Linked DNA regions of Sus scrofa: region 1 is linked to region 2. Evidence: chromatin contacts called from public promoter capture Hi-C data. All regions are on one chromosome and are shown on one strand. The core of a region is the stretch at or near the end of the contact, and the rest is flanking DNA. Distances in the headings are between cores, read along the strand shown. Region 1 holds the start of DAP (death-associated protein 1). Region 2 overlaps DAP (death-associated protein 1).

Evidence for each region. Promoter capture Hi-C pulls out the DNA fragments that hold promoters and counts their contacts.
Region 1: a promoter capture Hi-C map of liver shows a contact between it and region 2, with 2.6 times the contacts expected there. The contact joins the promoter of DAP here to the enhancer-like site in region 2. A contact is called at or near these places in 1 of 5 promoter capture datasets (liver), 3 of 47 Hi-C or Micro-C datasets (blood, heart right ventricle and liver) and 2 of 2 datasets of contacts at active chromatin or transcription factors (alveolar macrophages and skeletal muscle).

The regions. Positions count from the first base shown.
Region 1 is chr16:320,468-323,812 of Sscrofa11.1, forward strand. It overlaps DAP (death-associated protein 1), which reads right to left and starts at 1,608. Exons shown (of 4, transcript XM_003134178.5): 1 at 1,337-1,608. The coding sequence starts at 1,391. It overlaps LOC100523337 (a long non-coding RNA gene), which reads left to right and starts at 1,681. Exons shown (of 4, transcript XR_001300877.2): 1 at 1,681-1,978.
Region 2 is chr16:271,067-274,214 of Sscrofa11.1, forward strand. All of the region lies in intron 2 of DAP (death-associated protein 1), which reads right to left. Among named protein-coding and RNA genes, the nearest start is that of DAP, 49 kb to the right of the region's middle. Within about 2 kb of position 1,360, at least 17 of the 83 cell types and tissues checked have an H3K27ac peak or open chromatin away from gene starts, as enhancers often do. A contact at or near this core is called in liver and skeletal muscle, where this site is marked.

The DNA.
Region 1 (3,345 bases), core at 358-2,857, 50 kb after region 2:
TCACTCACCACCCTGGGACAAGGCCTCCAAGGGCAGATGGCTGCCACATGGTCCACGACCACAAGTGTAAATGAAGGGCTGGCCATGGACCCGCAGCAGTAGGAATTAAAGGTCAGAGTTATTGCTAATGGAAATGACTCTGAAGTTCTTTTTTCATCCTAAACTAACGTGACACAGAGGTCCCCAAGGTCTATTTTCCATTACAGTGGAACGATTCCCTAAAATTCCTAGCCTCTCACACATCAGTTAGCCATTTTTCTTTCCTACTGCCCGTCAGTCTTGCTGTTGAGAGCTTATTTCACCACTGAAAAGTATCACCTACTCTGAAATGCGACAGCTCTAAGGTATTGCTATATTCACCACCATTGAGGCAGAGAATTAGTGGCCTATAGTGTGTGTGTGTTGTGGGGGGGATGGCAGGTGGAACTTAGGGGAATCTTTCCTCTAATCAAGATGGCACAAATGTTCCACAAAAAGCAGCCATGTTTGGCTAAGGCTTCTGTGACCAGCAGTCTGAGTTGGTAACTCCAATGAACGTGTGCAATGAACACCCTAAAAATCCCACACATTGAAGTGACTGGGACTCTGGGACCCGGTCACCTTTGATTCCTTCCCAGCGCCCTTCCATATGGAGACATCATCACTCCAAAGGAGAGAAATGGCAATCGCCCAGTAAGGGTAGATTCGAAACAGCAAACAGGAACTCTGCTCAGAAAGGGGGGGGGACAGTAAGAACATAAAGGTGGCTTAAGAGTCCCATATGCTAAGAAAGATGACTCTTGCCTGCATTTAACTTCCTTGGCTCAGAAGTTCAGGATGTGCTAAAGCAAAAAACAAAAAAACCAAAACCACTTTTGAGGAAGAGCAGCATAAGAAAGAAACGGGGCGGGGGAGGGGGGAGGGGAGTCATACTGGTTGATTAACTATAAAAATGATTTCCGTTCCTTTGGTTCTTTAGTCAGTAAAAAAAGCTGTCAGCCTACAATCACTCATCACCATGACGCTAAAAACATTGCTTTTTAATAGTTTCAGCTACTTGTTTTCTAAAAACATCTGTACATTCTAAGTAAGTAGCCACCGCCGAAACTTTGGGGTGTAAGTTGCTCAACGGGACTCCTTCAAGACACTCATTTGCATGCAACTCCGATGTTTCGCACACCTTAAGGCGATGGGTCTCATCCGCCCGGGGGCTGGGCTCAACTTAGACCCCAAGAGCAGACACGTCCCAGGCCGGCGGCCTCCCCCGCCCGGCGCCCCGCTCCGCGCCCCGTGCCCGCGGGTTCGAGCCCGCCCTCCGGACCCACGAGAGGGGAGAAAGTTGGGAACGAGTCAGTACCGGCGGGCGGGTGTCCTGCTTTCGTCTCTAGCTTTCCCTCGGGAGGCGAAGACATGGTGCGACCGGCTTTCTGAGGGGCCGAGACGTCGGCGGCTGAAGGCTAGCCGGCGAGAGGGAATTGCGCGCGAGCGTGAGCGCTGGGGAGCAAGGGAGGCGCGCGCGTGAGGCGGCGGGACCGCGCGCGGGCGAACAGACCCAGGCCGCCGAGAGGGGGCGCGGCCGCTGCGCGTCGACGTGGCGCGGTCCCGCCTGTCCGCGGCTGCGCAGTGGCGTCACTGCGCCCACCCCGCCCCGCCAGCCGTCGCGCATCCCAGGTACTGAGCATGCGCAGTCGTCGTCGCCACGTTGAAGGCAGTGGCCGAGGGCGGAGAAGGAAGGGGGACCGGGGCGGGGCGTTTGCGGTTCGAAGAGGCGGGAACTGGTGCTGGCAGGAGCACTCGCTGGAGGTTGAAAAGACGCCGGGAGCAGAGTGGCACTTCCGTGAACGGTGCTCAGCCAACCCGCTAGATAGACGGTGACGGTGGAGGAGAAACTGAACATCAGTAAGGGGCGCCCAAGAGGCTGATGTGTGTTCAGGTAACCGGCCAGTCTGCCAGATGTCCTCACCCAGCTCACAGCTAAAAGGACCGGTTAAGTGCGGAGGTGAGACCCCGGGTGGGACCGACAAAAGGCCCAAGCAGAGCAGAGATTTGTTAAAAGATGCTATAAACGGGAGAGTTCCCCCCCCCCCGAAAGGAAGACAGCGCTGTGAAGCTTGGACCAAGTTCTTGGAAGGTTGTGTCTGCTCCCCCTGTCTGTCATCTCTCTGTTGCGATGAGTCTTGATTCTGTCCGAGGCTGACCCTTTGGTCTTGTGCCCAGGATTGCATTCCTCTCACCATCTCAAGCATTTTGCAGCTAGAGGTATCCTCTCCTGTGACATGAATCCAGCCTTGCTAAATTAGCGTTCAGACGTGGCCAATGTCTTTAGAAAAGGAAAAACTTCTGCCTCTCTTGTCTGTATCTCTGTCTTTGACAACACAGCTGCTCAAAAAGCACCTCACCCCCTCTCACTCCTCAACCCAGTCCCGTACATCTGGTTGTCATTCAGCTCTACAGAGTCTACCACCAACCAGGAAGTCCTTCTGCCAAGGTCACTAATGACCTTCATGCTGCCCAATCCAGTGATAACTCTTCCACTCTCACCCTACTTGACCTTTCAGCAGCACTTGCCCTAGGGGACCATCCCCTTTCTCCTTAGCTTCAGGGATTGGACATCACTCCTTAGACACCCAGTATTTGAATTAGGTGCTTGGCTCCTAACTCTCAGTTGAATTGGTTTGCTCCTCTTGTAGGTTTATAAACACTTGAGTATCCCAAGGTTCAACACCAGCTGTCTTCTCTGTGTAGACCTGATTCAGTGGTTACAGGCAGGCCCACTGTCATCCATGTGCTTAACGGATCTCAAATCTTCAAACCAGTTTTCTATGTCTGCCTCTCCATTAAGCTCCACACCCATACCCCACTGCCCCCTTGACCTCCCTACCCAGATATCTAACTCAGCACTGCTAAACACTTTGCATCACAGCACACACAGAAATGCACACAATGTGCATTTTGTTTAGGGTTAGGGTTAGCGTTAGCACTACTAGCAGGATAGAAATTGGCCAGGCAGAAGTTGTGATATAGTTGTCATTGTCATGCATTCACGTCAAAACTTGCAGACAGGTGTCACCTGCTTAGAAGAAAATCCAAAATCATTAGTGGAACACTCTTAAGAGATGCCCCATCACTAACACTTTTTTTTTTAAATGATTTTTATTTTTTCCCATTACAGCTGGTTTATAGTGTTCTGTCAATTTTCTACTGTACAGCAAGGTGACCCAGTCACACATACATATATACATTCCTTTTCTCACATTCTCATGCTCCATCATAAGTGACTAGATGTAGTTCCCAGTGCTATACACGAGGAGGTCATGGCTTATCCATTCCAAAGGCAATAGTTTGTATCAATTAACCCCAAATTCC
Region 2 (3,148 bases), core at 110-2,609:
GATTTCCGAGGCTCATAAAATACCGCTGGCTTTTGGCTGCAGCTAGCACCTGGGGTGTGTGCCAACTGCTTCTTTACCCAGCAGCCTGGGTGTGGGGGTACCTGGGAGCCTTCTTCTTGGCTGGCCTCCCAGGCGCCCTGGTGGAACAGAGAACAGGGCCTTGAAGTGTGAGGTACCTTCCTGCCACCCAACTCAGGGCTGGGTACAGACCATCTGTAGCTTTAAGAGGGAATTCCAAAGCACAGATGAGGAGTTCCCTGGTGGCTCAGTGGGTTAAGGATCCAGCATTGTCACTGCAGTGGCTCTGGTCACTGCTGTGGCACAGATTCAGTCTCTGGCCCAGGAACTTCTGAGTGTTACAGGCACAACCAAAAAAAAAAAAAAAAGCACAGATGGGGCTTCCTGCCAGGTGCATTCAAGAGGGTGAGGCCCAACCTCTCACCTGAACCCAGTAACAAGACAGCCCACCCTTCCAATCCCTGAGCCCACCTGTATGACATCTGTCTCCAAGTGTGCCTTTTTAAGTCAGAGTTCCCATTATGGCCCCTGATCTCATACCCCAAACCCTTGGGGGCCAGAGAGTTTTCAGAATCCAGATTTTTTGCAAATATTACAAAGGGACCACATTACATAAATCATGTATAGTGAATATCCCCAAAGGGGCCTGGGGCAGCACCCCGTAGTCAAGCCCATTAATATTTTCTACAGCAAAATGTATGGAGATGACACTAAGTAGGATAAAGAGGTCTGTAAATAGCCGTACATCAGTTCAATTTTTGCCACCGTGAGTTTTAATGTGAAAATATGAAAACCTATGCAGTTTTCTGCGCCCTCCAGACTGTGCATTTTGCTTGCTCTGGGGACAGTGGGGCACTTCCGCTTACTGCCTCCTACAAGACTCTGGCCACTGCTCCCTCCACCACCAAGAAAGAGAAATGGATTTGGAATAAACAAGACAGTATAGCTGTCAGGGGGTAAAAAGAATCACAGGCATTAGTCTGGGATTACACAGAGAAGCTGCGGTCAGCTCTGTACATTTATCTATAGAGAGAAAGTTTGATTCGTGCATTTAAGCAAAGCCCTTGGCAAGGCAGAATAAAACAGATGTAACCAGGGAATTCCTCCCCAGCCGGCTGTCTGCCTCAGCCTTTTCTGGGTTCAGAGAACTTGGACTAATAACCCCGTCTTTATTTGCAGGATTCCGCTGATCTCAGAGCCCGCTCGCCCACATTCAGCCATCTGACTGCCAGGTGGCACTCAGGGAACTCTGGGCTCTTTTCACATAGGTGAGGAAGCTCCTTAGTGACCAAAGAGGTCGTGTGGCCTGTGATCACTGGTCTGAGAGGGGGTGGAGCCCAGGCAGTAAACTGGGGCCTCAAATTCTCTGGCAAACTGTTCTCCTGACACTGGCCACATGCACAGACCTCAGCACTGTGATCCAAAATATGTTCTACCCAATTCTAAAACTGGACAGCCACATGGAAAAGAATGAAATTAGAACACTTCCTAACACCATACACAAAAATAAACTTGAAATGGATTAAAGACCTAGATATAAGACCAGAAACTATAAACCTCTTAGAGGAAAACATAGGCCAAATACTCTCCAACATAAACAACAGCAACATCTTCTCAGATCCACCTCAGAGCAATGACAGTAAAAACAAAAATAAACAAATGGGACTTAATTAAACTTAAAATTTTGTTTCTGCACAGCAAAGAAACAAAACGAAAAGACAACCCACAGAATGGGAGAAAATCTTTGCAAATGAATCGACTACAAGGGATTAATTTCCAAAATTTATAAACATCTTCTGCAGCTCAATACCAAAAAAAAAAAAACAAAACCAAAAAAACACCATCAAAAAATGGGCAGAAGATCTAAACAGACAATTCTCCAAAGAAGACATACAGATGGCCAAAAAACACATGAAAAGATGTTCAACATCACTCATTATTAGAGAAATGCAAATCAAAACCACTATGAGGTACCACATTACACCAGCCAGAATGGCCATCATCAAAAAGTCTACAAACAGTAAATGCTGGAAAGGGTGTGGAGAAAAAGGAACCCTATTACACTGTGGGTGGATTGTAAATTGGTGCAACCGCTGTGGAAAACAATATGGAGATTCTTCAGAAAACTAAAAATAGAACTACCGTTTGACCCAGCAATCCCACTCCTGGGCATGAGAGAAAACCATGACTTGAAAAGACACATGTACTTCAATGTTCATTGCAGCGCTATTTGCAATAGCCAAGACATGGAAACAACTTAAATGTCCATCAACAGAGAGGTAGATCAAGAAAATGTGGTATATATACACAATGGAATATTACTTAGCCATTAAAAGGAACGAAATACCAGCATTTTTAGCAACATGGATGGACCTAGAAATTATCATGCTAAGTGAAGTCAGCCATACAATGAGACACCAACATCCAATGCTTTCACTGACATGTGGAATCTGAAGAAAGGACACAGTGAACTTCTTTGCAGAACAGATACTGACTCACAGACTTTGAAAAACTTACGGTTTCCAAAGGAGAGAGGTTTGGGGGGGTGGCTACTGGGGGTTTGGGGTGGGAATGTTATAAAATTGGGTTGTGATAATCATTGTACAATTATAAATGTAATACATTCATTGAGTAATATAAATTTTAAAAAAAATTAAAAAAAGAATTATACAAAAAAAAAAAAAACCCAAAATATGCTCTACCCAATTCTAGTTCTTCTAACATGATGTCAGTAATCTTGGGCAATTAATTTTGGGGAACACTGCTGCCTGTCAGAGATTTAAATGCCTCTAGCGCATTAGGGCCCCCAGGTGTCATAACGGAAACCAGATTAATTTCACTGAACCCGTGAAAATGCATCTGAATATGGAACCTTTCGGGGCCAAACTCCCATTAGCATCAACACCCTCTGGGACACTGATTAAAGGCAGTTTCAACTCTGTTCCAGACTGTGCGTGGAGCTGAAAGCGGCTTATCCATTTGGAAAGTGTTTTACCTCCAAGGCTAGAAGAGAAACCACAGTGATTTAACAGGACACTCAAGGGAATCTGTTTTTCTGTCCTCCTCTGTTTCCTCCCCACCACCAGTTACCTCTGGCCACGTGCCACTGGGGTCACTGGATGGACAAGTG